Linked DNA regions of Anas platyrhynchos: region 1 is linked to region 2. Evidence: chromatin contacts called from public Hi-C data. All regions are on one chromosome and are shown on one strand. Each heading gives the region's core, a stretch centred on a gene start, on an enhancer-like site or on the middle of the called end of the contact. The rest is flanking DNA. Distances are from core to core; before and after follow the strand shown.

Region 1 (6,471 bases), core at 894-3,393, 250 kb before region 2:
AATTTGATTCCAGTTTAATGATGAAACCAACAAAAAAAAAAAGTAAAAAATTATTTGTTACAGCCCAGTGGATCATTCTAATGGAAAGGGAATGAAATACTGTAATGAAGGGTAGGAAGTGGAGGAACTAATTATCATACTGAAGCTCTGGAAGGCCGACTCTAGAAAATTTGGAGACAGTAAGACAGTAAGAAAGAGAATTTAGTTCTTGCATCTGGCAGTTTTTGCTAATATCTAGGTTACCTTGTGGTTGAGAGGGTGTAATCGTGCTCTGTGTGTGCTCTGCTGAGAGCCAAGCGTGCCTGGGTTTTGCTGTGCTCTAAGAGCCTGCATGCAGATCAGCTCTGTGGTACGTTATTTAGCTGGGTGAGCCCAAAATTGTCTTCAGTGCAACGTCTGCATTTTCTTACTTAGGCATATGGCGTTTGGCTATGGTTAAGGGATGGATCCTGGCTCTGAGGCCTGCCTGAACTGTTGGCTGACACCTAATTCTCTTTGCATAGAAGAATATGGAAAAGCGTTGACTCTTGGGTCTGGTTTCTTGAGTGGGACTGGTTACCCCCTTTTCCTAAGAACCACGTCATAAAAATGTAGAAATACAATGCAAAATGAGACTGAAACTGTTGTGTGGCATGAAAGGACATGTGTACATGCCGTTTCAAATACTTTCATATGAAGTGTGCCTATAGGAAGAGGGATTGAGTGCGTGGTTGTTTCTCGGAGTCTGACTTCTGGTGAGCAAATTTCACCCTGCTTCAGTTCTGCAGTACACTTCTTGCCTGTCATGCAGCAAATGAAAAACTTCTCTGAGAAGCTGGGAATGAAACATTAGCAGTCCTTGGGGTGTTTGGCTCCCATTTTTTTCCTCCCCCTCATGTTTTCCCACACTACACTGAGTCTAGGTTTAGCAAGAGAACTTAGGTTGTAGGATGTCCGGCACCAGCACTATGCCTGTACCCAGCTGCTTCATAGTTAGCTGTCACTTCATAAAAAGAAGTATTTGCAAATGCATTTTGAGGTTAAAAATAGATACTGTGCAGTATACTGGGACTTTTTTTTTTAATATAATAAAACATTAGCAATCCAGAACAAGTAATACCCTACATGGCTTAATTGCAACAGGATTAATGGCTGTTGGCTGAATTAGTTTGACGTTAATTAGGAGCTCAGTGCTCCTGTTAGAGCAAAGGGCCACATGGTGTCACTCCTGTCTCACAGAGGTGCAACTTGCAGTCTAGTTTCCTGCCCCTTCAAGCTGTAGCTGATGCACATCGTTAGGATCGTTTCGATGCACAGCGTTACGTTTCTGACATAGTTCTGTAGGTGAATATTGGTGTTTGTGAAGCTCGCAGTGTTGCTGTTCTCTCAGCAGTCTGTGTACAGCGGCGGAGTGCGTGGTGTTGCTCCTCTGTTTGAAGTCCTTGTGTTTAAGGCAATCTGCAGTTGTCATGCTGGGCTCATTGCTCTGTCAGGGCCCTGCTGAACCTGCCAGCAGGTTCATTTATTGGAGTAAATACCTAGCACCCAGGTAATCAAAAGGCTTTCAGAAGCAGCCTTTGTTGTGTTTGGCTTAGTTTGAGGCTGTACTAGGAAAAGTTCTGTCTGCCATTTTTCAGGCTGTTACTTCCCACTCATCCTTACCTGGCATAAACCTGCCCATCGAGCCTTGGAGTTTTCCTCTCCCTGGAACTAGCAGCAGTGTTTTGTGTTGCTGCATCATGAATGGCATTAGGGAGCTGCTCCAGGTTAAAAATGCCCTTCCTCCAGTAAATTTCAGCTTGCAGTAGTTCCTCGATCTGTTCTGCTGCATGCTTACGAATTGTGCCAAAATTAGGAAAGTGGTGAGGGGGAGGGAAACCATTTCTTTTGGCAGCAGTGCAAGTGTATATAGCCCTACTGTGTGTGTGAAACTGCAGGCATTCACCTGCTACTCCTCCTTGCGCAGTGTGCCCTCCCTGCCCAGACAGAGCAGTGGTTTTCAGTTGAAAAGCAGTTTCTTCTGTAACTATGTTTCAGCTGAAATAATATTTTCTTGTGATACTACATTTCAACATTCCCAGACTTTTTCTCTGTGATTGCACAACCTGAAAACTCATAATTTCATCTCAGTGTGCACTGCAAATTTGGGAATCCGTGCTCATAGTAGTGTGAGCAGCATTAGCTGCTTGCAGTGACCACTGCAGGCACAGGGCAGCATACGTGAACCACAGCTGTCATCAACATCACCAATCAGCAACATCAATCATCAACTCACCAGTGGCCACTCTGAAAACACAGTGGTAACTGTCAGCTCCCTGCTGGTAGTAGGACAAGGGGCAGGGAGAGTAAATGGGGGCGAACTAAAGCCACTGGCAGAACTGGCACTGAAGCATTATTTTCTGGTTATGGCTCCGGTAGCTGCAGGAGACGTTCTGCTGGCCTCAGCAGTGAATGATCATGACAGAAGTTCAGTCTGCCAAGAGCCTGGGTATATTGCTGGTTCCTTGGAAAGTACTGTAAGATCAGTGTCATAGTACTCATTGCCCTGTAAATGTGAACGGAATAGCCTTTGAATGATAATTCAGGACCTGATGCTCTCCGGAACAAATACAAGTGACGTTTCTTACCTGTCCATAATCTGTGCATTCCGCAGCAGAGGTCATGCACTGTGGATGCAGTGTCTTGCTGGTGGTCTTACAAAGCACTGTAAGATGGTATGTCCCTGCTGATCTCAGATGAATGATATGTTATATGCTTCTGTGGATTTTTTTTTTAAAGTAGTTACGCTATTACTGCCTAATAAACTGTAGCATGAAAGAGCATGGCAGTGGCTGTCCTCTGGTTTTATGGCCACCCAGGTGATGTCAGCTGAACTGTTCAAACTGAGTTCACCTCAAGGAGGAAAAAAAAACCGTACGTTTTTGCAGTACCACGTGTGCCCAATTTACATAATGTAAAGACTTTAGACTGATCCCTTTTCCCCAGATGCTGACTCTGTTTCTGCTGGCACTGTGCCCACACAGGAGAAGGAATTTTCTCAATTTCCTTTAAAGAGGCCAAGCTATTTGAGTCATTTGAGATCACACGTAGGTTAGGTTTAGTTATTACAAATGTGAAATTGGCAAATGACAGAAAGGAAAGTGCATCTGTTTTAAACACAAAATGCTGCACTTAAGGTTATGTGTACCAAATTTATTCCAGATGCTCTTGTTCCAATTGGTCTCTTTGTTGCTATTCTCCTCAGTGATGTCTGTGTTGTTGAACCAATTTAAAATCTCACCTAATTCACTGTGTCGCTGTTGTCCTGTGCTGAAAGGCAGGCATGTATTACAGGTATTGTAATTAGTTGTCTACAAAATGTCTTTGTGTAATCATGGGGGAGTGGAAGGAAGGGAAATGTCACCAAGGTAAGAAAAAAATAGACCTTCCCTTCAGAAAGGGGACACTCTCGCCATCATCCACCTGGGCAAACCACGTCCTCAGACACATGCAGTCTCATTCGTGTATATGTCTTTCTCATGTGCACGTGAGAATATGCATATGTGTCTCATATGCACGTGCTTTCTGCACTTCTCATACTCTAAAATCTGGAAACAGTGCTGACATGGCTGCAGGCAGTGGATGGCGAGGAATTTGCTCTTTCAGCATCTGATGGGAATATTTTAAATCAGCCCTCCTGAGACTCTGCTTCTGGAAGCCATGATCAGCTCTGAAAATCTCTTATGATACCTCATCATCAACTTTGAAAGTGTGGCAACTTTACTTGTTTAGTGTGTTTTGTTTTGTTGTGTTTTTTTTTCAGTGATACTGAGACAGCAGTAGAGACAGCATTCTTTAGACTAATAGATTAACGACTTGGTTAAAAAATGGAACAACAAACCAGCATTTGCCAGGATATGCCTTTTTTTTTTAGTCTAGTAAAAACAAAACAAAAACTCTCTTGTCTGGAAAACTACGTATAATAAGGTGCATTAACTTGACAAAACATTTTGTCCTGTAACCATCTTAATTCATTTTAAATGTTGTATTTTTCAACAGATTACGTGACAGTTTTTTTCCAATAATTTATATCCACAGTTTTGAATCACAGTAGCAGAAAATAAATGTTAGGATTTCTGCTTTCTGTTTTTCATACACAATACAGTGAAATTTCCAAAATACGCATTCTAGAAGTAATTGTGTGCACTAGACAGATATAAAATAGTTTCTTCTGCATCTATGGCACTTCAGCTTTGAGTGTAATGAGTAAAAGATTAAATAATTTGTTCTGAAATAAAAGTAACATTCCCTCTTTACTAGATCCTTGAAATATCATAACAATACTTGTGTTTGTATGAGTATCTGGGAAAGCTGTAAGAATGGTATTTCCCAGACTGTAGAAAAAGAAGAATTTGCTCAATATATTTAAAGATGGCTTCATGACTTGTACACTTAACAGAACTGTAAGCGCTGGGTTTAATTATGTTGTCTGGCATCACTAAGGAATCCAGGCTGTGAGATGGTAGAGTATGTAAGAACAGTGTCTATCCCCTTTTGTGCCAAGTTTGATTGAAGGCCTTATGGAACTACCAAGGCACTACAATGTTCCGTAAACTGAATAATTTTTATTTGGTTATAGAATGTTGTAATTCCTGGCATAGTATTTCGGATTGTACCATACTTTGCTGTAAATGCAAGCTGTGGCTAGCTGATTACCATGCAGATACTGACTCACTTTGGATAAAGGTAGTTCACTCCTCAGCACACAGGTAGTAGGAATACCAACAATTAATACTAATTTCTTCCCTTCCATAAAAAATTAAAATAATGTTCACAAGTGGTAGCCAAAGTAGCCCGTGTCTTTACCAAAAGTCCACCTAAAGCAGGGTGTGCTGCTCTGGAAAAAGTATTCACAAACAGTTCTGGGTAGTATCTTTCCTCTCTTTTGAATGTTAATTTGGCATCTTTACAATCATCAAATGTGTTTAAAATTCTGCTTAAATCTATTTCATATCCTTTTTTTTCCTTCCCATTTCCAGCCATCCATTTCCAGTGAAGCTATTTAACCTTTGTAAAGAAGAGATCAAAAGATCCAAAGACATCCGGAAACTTCGCTCTAGCATAGGAGTGTGAGTTGATGAAATAAACAAAGAAAGTAATCTTTTGTCTGTTTGTAAGGAGTGAAGAAAATTTAACTACAGAACATACTAAGTCTATTTGATGTGAAACATAAATGAAAAATGCACGCAGATACATGTAACATAAGGTTGTGTGAGTTTTATGTGTATCTTCTGTGTGGTTGAGGTGAAAACGTGAAAGATCTGAAAAAAAATTAATTTTGAACTGTTGTTGACAAATAACTAATTTTGAACTGTTACTGACATTCTTAAAGATGCATTCAGTCATTTGCTTTTTGCTTGCAGAGCTTGACTCACACATACAGACAGTAAAAAATATATGTAATTGAGTAAACCTTAACAGTTACACTAGAAATAGTTTAAAACACCAGCAAAATTATTATCTATTTTAGGAAAGAAAAAAAAAAAAAAAAAAACTAACTCATTTTGGATAGCAGAGAGATCAAACCAAAAATGTTTCAGTCAGGAAAAACAATACTGGGTGAGGAGGAAAAAAAAAGTCAAAGTATTGCAAAGCTGAATGAAATGTTCATTGGCAGAATTATTGAGGTATAACTGTTTCAAGTAATGACTTTATTGATTTAATTATTTTTTTGGCACTATTCTGAGAGTGCAGGAAAGCCTAAAATGAAAAGTAACCCATGCCTTCTATTTTTATTTCACTCTTACCTGTGTCATACAAGATCCTACCTTCAGCTTTTGTTTTCTATGGGAGAGCTTGATCCAGAATGTGTTGTTTTTTTTTAGTGCACAGACTTTGGTGCTGCTGTCAATAGCTTTAAAACCATATTTGTATTTGGCATAAGTGTGTGGCATCTCGGTAACCCTTAAGAATTTCAGTACACTTACCCTCAGTGTTTGCTTTCCCACAACACAGAATATCAGCTGAGATTTCTCAGGAGCAGCAAAGCTTCCTGCTCTCTCCCCATCATTTTTTCTAATACACATCTTCACTCTGATCCACAAAATGTACTTCTGCAGTGATAATATCAAGAGATATCACTCAAGATTTTTTTTTGTCTATATTTTTGTATGTTTTCTAGGTTTTGTGGCCTGATTCAATTTGAAGGAGACATGAGAGAGAAAGTTCTGTTTCAATTGTTTCTCCTCCTTTGCCATCCATTTCCTGTAGTAAGTATGGAAGATATTGTATATTATCAACAATCCTATTTAAAATAATTAGAAGTTAAACAACAACAACAACTTAGCAATGCTGCTTTAATGCACCTGAAAGAGATATTAATGTATATAATAGGTTTTATTTCTCAAGGGTTTGCTCTCTGCAATGCTGCCACCTTAAACAGGCTACTGGATGCTGGCAGAATGCCTGGCTGGCTATTCTGCATACTGTTTTTTCACCTTCCATCCCTACTTT
Region 2 (6,600 bases), core at 3,748-6,247:
GGGAGAGTTTTGTCAGACAGTTGGAGCAGAGCTGTTTTGCACCAACTGCAGATGTGCCCCCAGACGTTCACATTGCAGCTTTATGCACGGGCAGGTAATTTTGAGAAGCATGAATACAGTTTTGAAATGAATTGAAACTCTTTGTGTAGAGAGCTTTCAGATCAATGGATACATCATGTTCCAGTTTAACACATAATAAAACTTCTCAGCTTCAAAGCAGTTTATGAAGATTGCATGATCAAGCCTCAAAATCCCCCCCTGGGCAGCAAGCAGGTTTTATTACCCTCATTTTGCATTGCAGGAAAACCTGTGCTGGGGCTAAGGTTGATATTTTGGAAAGCTGCATCTAATTCTGGGTGCCTTCAGATTGTATTCCTGTTCCCTGGTGTGCTGAAGGTGCTGTCACCTTGTTTCTGTGACGAGATCCGCCAATGTTTGGGGAGCACCTGGTCTTCAGCACATGCTGAGAAGCGGGAGGGTGATGCTAAAATGAGGGGGAAGCATTTTGGGTGGTGGCTACCTGTGAGCTGTGTAGTTGCTGTTGGAGAAATTGTCCAACTGTACCTTCAGGTTCCCAGCTTGCCCCAGACCTACCAGCTCCTGCGGGGCAGGAGAGCCGGATCTGGAGATCTTCACTTGTTTTTTTTTTCTCTACCCTGGGCATCGTGCTTTGGGCTGCTCACCGTAATTCCTGGTATCAGATGAGCAACCATTGCCCAAGGGTTTCTCCGCTGCTCTGCACCTGGTGGTGGTGTCCCTGCCCACCCCACGTGGCCGTGAGATGGTTCCCACTCACATTTCACACGTGCACAAGGTGCACAAACCAGGTAAGGGCCAGGATGGTCGGGCTTGGAGAGAGGAGATGAGTGCACCTTCCTGAGCAGCTTACACTGATAACATATGCCTTGAATCCCTGGGTCATTCCCTGCCCAAATACCCCTGGAGTTTTGCTCTGTGTGTAAGCAACGTGCTCGAGTCATGCAGAAAAGAGTCCACTAACGCTCAGCAAGGGAGAAGCTCTCCCTCACCGTTCCTACTGCCTGGTGAGAGGGGGGTTGTTTATGAGGCTGAGCAGGATATATGTATTTTATACATAAAAATAGGGGTGCCCAGGGGGTTGTTGTCTTCAGGCTGCCCAAGGAGTGCTCTTTTGCAGCTATGATCCCCTCCAAAGCAAGCAGGGCACCAAGGCCGGTTTGTTTTGCACTGTGTACTCGGTGTGACCCGTCCCTCTCTTTAAGCTTCGTGGGTTGGTGAGGTTTCTTGGAAAACAAAGTTTGCACCGAGTTTGGCAGCTTTGGAAGGTTCACTTGGCTTTTACCCCGTGTTGTACTAATAGAAGTTGAAACAGGAGCAGCTACAGTTTCACTGTGGGCTGCAGCTTCAGAAGGGTTTTGAGGAGAGTTTTTTGCAACATCTGCACTAAACTTAAACCCTGTCTGAGTCCTCTCTTGGCATTACGTGGTGCCTGCGGAGTTCAGTGGCTTAGGCATGGGGTGCATCTTCCAGCAGGCTGAGTGAGGCAGGTGGGGAAATTGTTGTAGGTAGGAGAGCAGATAGGACTGGGAAGACCTGGGGTACATCAGCAAACCATGATGGGAGTCCAGACTTCATGACAGAATGACAAAAAACAAAACTAGTGATGGAAGTGGATGCATATTACTAAAAAGATAGCCTGGCAGAGAGAGTTTCGGCCCAAGAAAGTAAATCAGGTGGGTCTCTGATTGTTCAAGACGTGGATGAAATATAGGACAGGGACTTCACGTATGGGGGAGGCTGCTGGTCAGATCTGAGGGGTTTTGGTGGGACCAGCCATGCCAGGCCTGCTTCAAGTCAGACCTGTTTTCTTGTGGGTTCGTGGAGGTGCCAGAATTGCTCAAATTGAGTTAGCAGGAAATAGCGATTCTCTGAACAGCGGTTAAATGTTTGCTCAGCGTTAGATCTGATATCACCATCTCTTTGAAAGAGAATTTAATCATTTTATTATTTTTTTTCCTTGTGCTGGCAGTGGTAAAGCCCACTGGACCAATTTTTCTGTCTGCTCACAGGACCTTACTTGTAGATAGCAATAAAACTTGCATTCTGCTCATAGAGCCACACTTTTCACCCTTGTTAATATTAAAATAAATTTTCCTATGATAGAAGGGACTGAAGAGCTGTGTGAGAAGCCAACCTTGGACTGGAAGGACAGGAAGAAATGGTGCCACCCAGAAATTAAGTCTGACAACTTCGGTTGCAACTTTGGCCCCATTCAAATGAGTGGCAAAATTTGCATTGGCTGCAGCTGAGCTGAGATAAAACTTAATCTATCACAGATCATAACCCTTCGCTGCTTATATTGTGAGTAAGATGAATACAGGTTTCTAGGCTTCAGGCAAGTCTGATCATGGGTTGGTTCATAGTTGTCTTACTGAAGTCAATTGCAAAAGTCTTTCTGACTTCAGTGCGACCAGGTTTGAACCCCGAGGCAACCTTGGTTTTTTAGTCAGCCGAGATCAAGTGTTATATGAATTCAATACCTGATGAATCATCTCTTGGGATATAATTTTTCCCATTGCAGGGAAGGGGGTGTATTTGACAACCTGATATGATCCTTCCCTCTTTAACTGCTAAGAAAGTAATCCAACTCAATCTTCTGGCAGCATACATCTGAAAACTGCTGGAAACCGTCATGCTACGAACGTGGCAGTGTGCTGTAAAAATAGCTTTACGTTGAAATGCTATTTTATTACAGGAGTTGCTATAGTTTCTGGTTCTGGCAGAGCTTCCCTCCCAGTAAACCTTGGCTGCAAAGGGGGTGTTGCGAGTCAGCTGTTGTGATTCACATCAGGCTGAAACTTGGCACCGAGACATCCGTACGTTAAACTCATCCCCTTCAGGTCTTCTGAGCTTTCTCACAGCACGTGTGCATGGCTTGTGCAAAAGAGACAAGTCAGCCCAGGTGCCCTGAAAGGCTCCTTTTGGGGCTATGGGTGGCGGAGCCTTACTGCAAGGCAGAGCAGTCCTGGAGCAGCCAAGGGCAGGAACGAGTCTGTGCAGGGGCAGCCGTGTGAGCTGGAATACCAGCACGAAGGTCAGCTGCCTCATTACCTTCCCCCTCTGTTCTGTGTATTATATTTCACTCTTTCTGAGGTGACAAGGTAGAAAATGAGAAAACCCATATGTGTTCCTGCATCTGTGCATCTCTGCACGCCTTCCATCTGTCCCAAGCAGACAGACATGGAAGTGCAGGGAAAAGGGGAGAGCAAGGGGTGCCTTCACCAGGCAGGTCTCTGCTCGGGTTGTGCAGGGCATGGCAGCATGTGCAGCATTAGCAAAGAAGGGGGATGGCAGAGAAATTCCCCCCTGCCACCCCAGCATCATCAGGGAGAAGCTGAGCACGAAGCATGTTCCTATCTTCTGCCCCATGTGAGCGGTGCTGAGCACCAGTGCTGGCCTCCCTGCGGAAGGCAGATGGCCTCCTGGGGCCCGTTGTGGAGGCCAAGGTGTGGACAAGGTGGCCAAATCTTTCATTTCCTGAAAATGGTTTGCAGTCATTTTTTTGTTAGCAAGAAGCAAGTAGGTTTTTCTTCCAGATAGCATGAAGCCATTGTTGGAAATATCCTACCTGGAGCTCAGCGCATGCTGTAAAGGTGAAGCTGTGTCACTGCACGTCATCAGGCGAACCAAAGCCTGGAAGTGGAAGTGTTTTTTGGGGTCACCTTATGCTGTTAGCACAGCCAGGCTTGTCTCTGTACCAAGAACCTGGGCCTGCATGGCCGTGGGGAACTGCTGCTGGTGGCAGAGGGGACTGGGCAGCATCGCTGCATCCACACACAGCTCCTGGGAATCCTGGCTTACAGGGGCTCCGATGTGACCTGCCAAGTCAATGCTGCAGAGGGAAGGGGCAGTAAGCTCCCTAAAATAAATCTTTGTCCCCCCTGGGGTCTCTGGTCCTGCATTGCCTTGCTGCTCAGGCACATGGGGACAGCAGTGAGAGATTTCCCTGCCACTTCCCATGCCCCTCCAAAACACCTTTCCAAGCCATGCTAGCAGGTGGTAGAGAAAGCTTCAAATGCCAAACTCAGCTTTTCTTCTGCCCTGGCCCTCTGCTATCAGCTACCTCCTGCCTGTGGGCTCTTTGGGGCCCACGGCTAGTGCTGTGGGGCTGGTGCACCAGCCCCTTCTCCTGCTCGGCCATTTGGGCACTGGAGGAGGGATGTGGCCAGTTCTCCCCATGATGCTGTAGGTGCAGCTGTGCAGACCCAGCAGGGCCAGCAAAGCCTCTCCTAATTACCCAAACCCAAACTCAGCTGTGGCCAAGGACTCAGGACCAGGCCCTGCCACGAGGGCGATGCCGCAGGTACTGATCATGGACGATGGCCCTGCTGCAGGCAGGTTTCTGCTTGAAGCTCATGCAAGGGCTGGGTACCTTTTCTTCCTCCGTTCTCTTTTTTCTTGACTTCTTGCTGGGACAAATGTGCTCCTGTTGTTTCGGAGCCAGCTGTGCTTTATGCAAACCAGATGCCCGTGACTGAGGGCTGTCAGGTGCCGCTGCCACTGCTTGCTTGTGCCACGGCCACGCGGTGCTGAGGGGTGGCCTTGGGGAGGCTGAGCCTCTGCTCCCATCCACTGTTCCTCCCAGGGCAGTGCCAGTCGAGGCACCCGAGGCCCCATGGGACCCATTTTCCTTCAGCATCCCCCAAGACTCCCCTATTTGGGACACATCCGAGCCTGATGCAGCTGTGCAGCTGCTGCAGGGGGGAGGATGCTTCCATAAAATAGGAGCATGAGGAGCAGTCAGCGGGAGAGACGGGAGGTGGCGTGCCGAGATCACAGCCTCCCAGGTGTTCCTGCAGAGCCCCAGGCAGCGGGAGGATGAGATGCTTTTCTCTCCTTCCTAGGCCAGGGCTTGCTTATGAAAACTGAACAACGCGCCCTGGTCCTCACCACCAGTGCCGTTCCTTGTGGGTTTCTGTATGCTGTGGTTGCATTTTGAGGACATCTGGATTCAATAACCCTGCTGATACAGCCCATAAAATTAGAAACCGAACACTGCAGAAGGCAGAGGTCAGCGAGTGATTCATCCCCATATAATGCGCTGGGGCCGGGGCGCTCCATGACTTGGGATGGGGCTTGGTGGGTTCCTGGGGGTGCAGTGGGGCAGCCCCCTGCCCACGGCCAGGACAGGAGGTGGGAAAGCAGGGGGAGGCAGCTGTCTCCTCCGGCACTGCCCTGACCTTGGGGGGGAGTCAGGGCCCAGCCGGGTCTGCTTGCGCTCCTGGCACCTCCAAGCATCCCTGTGGCTCGCGGGGGAAGCGTTGTCCATCCCAGCATCATCGGGACTTGGGAAAATTGGGCTTGTTTCCTCTCCACAAACTTCTTGTGTAACTACAGGCAGATGCTTGCCTTCCTTCTGGCCTCCTTCCATGGCCACGGATGCAGTACTCCAGCCCACCAAAAGCCCCGATTTGGGTGGAGAAGCCTCCACATGTGCCCTGGCTTGGGCAGCAAGGCCGAGCTGAAGCCCTTCAGCTGCTGCTCTTCCCTGCACTGCCCTCCAAGCACCCGTGTGCCCGTGCCACCATCCCTGCTGGCAACAGGGCACAGGAGGAGGTGGCTGCGGTGTCCCATTGCTCCTGACTGCTGTCCCATCTGGCCAAGGTCCCAGATGGAGCCGGGTCCTACACTGCCAGCTGGCACCAGCACTGCCTGTCACAGGGGTACCATCACCCTGTCCTGCCCTGGTGGCCCCGTGTCACTGCTGTCCTGAGCCTGGATGGGGGAGGTGACAAATCTCATCTCCTCCTTGTGATGCCCCATTGCTCCTCTCTCCCCCGTGAGTGAGTGGAGCCGATGCTTTGTTCAGCCACGTGCCAGCAGGGCTGGGGCCCAAAGGGCTGGGGCTGGGCTGGCGGCCACCTGCAGGCTCAGAGCTCATGGCCTCATGATTAAGAGCCTCACCCTGCCTCATTGAGACAGGGAAGGAAAGAGGAGAGGAGGGAGTGGGAAAGAGTGGAGACCAGAGCTTGGATTGAGGCTGGGCTGCTCTAAAAGCAACTTTTGGGAAGCCCAGACAGCCTCATCCCTGCAAGCACCAGACGTGGGTGCAGGCATGCTCCTCGCCTCGCGTCTGCTGCCTGAGCTCTGAGCAGCGCTGGTACCTGCTGGCTGTGTGTGCTCTCGGCAGCCAAGAGAGTGAGAAACACATATTTGCAGGGTGACAGCATGCAGCCCGCTGTCTCCGGAGTACAAAGGCAATCACCAGAGAGATGAAGGATTGTTTTCATCATCCTAAGTGCGGGCACTGACTCACACAGAGGCGCTGGGTGATGGGGGAGGGATTTCAAAGTCAGGAGGAGAGCCAGAGGTCCTGCCTTACCTGCAGGGCTGCAAAGAGTTTCAGGCTGTGTTTGCTGGAGTGAGATGTCCCTTGGGATGTTGGCTGGAAGCTGGATGTGACTTGGCTCTTCTGGGCAATGCAAGACAGGACGGGAGGTGCTGAGAGGGGGTCTGGTGCTAGGGCTGGTGGCAATGGGACAAGGGCAGCAGCAATACCCCAGCTGCCACCACCCCTTTGTAGCAAGGTGCAGAGAGCATTTAATTCTGGAGGGAGCGGCA

What was found. Hi-C and Micro-C count contacts between places; a contact is called where the count stands out from the background.
Region 1: a contact with region 2 is called in a Hi-C map of subcutaneous adipose tissue, with 2.1 times the contacts expected there. The contact joins two enhancer-like sites. A contact is called at or near these places in 3 of 8 Hi-C or Micro-C datasets (F5 follicle, small yellow follicle and subcutaneous adipose tissue).

The regions. Positions count from the first base shown.
Region 1 is chr19:7,069,958-7,076,428 of IASCAAS_PekinDuck_T2T, reverse strand. It overlaps TBCD (tubulin folding cofactor D), which reads left to right. Exons shown (of 40, transcript XM_038165607.2): 36 at 4,998-5,087; 37 at 6,140-6,227. Among named protein-coding and RNA genes, the nearest start is that of ZNF750, 76 kb to the left of the region's middle. Within about 2 kb of position 2,143, at least 1 of the 8 cell types and tissues checked has an H3K27ac peak or open chromatin away from gene starts, as enhancers often do. A contact at or near this core is called in subcutaneous adipose tissue, where this site is marked.
Region 2 is chr19:6,819,063-6,825,662 of IASCAAS_PekinDuck_T2T, reverse strand. No RefSeq gene overlaps it. Among named protein-coding and RNA genes, the nearest start is that of TRNAR-CCG, 26 kb to the right of the region's middle. Within about 2 kb of position 4,997, at least 5 of the 8 cell types and tissues checked have an H3K27ac peak or open chromatin away from gene starts, as enhancers often do. A contact at or near this core is called in subcutaneous adipose tissue, where this site is marked.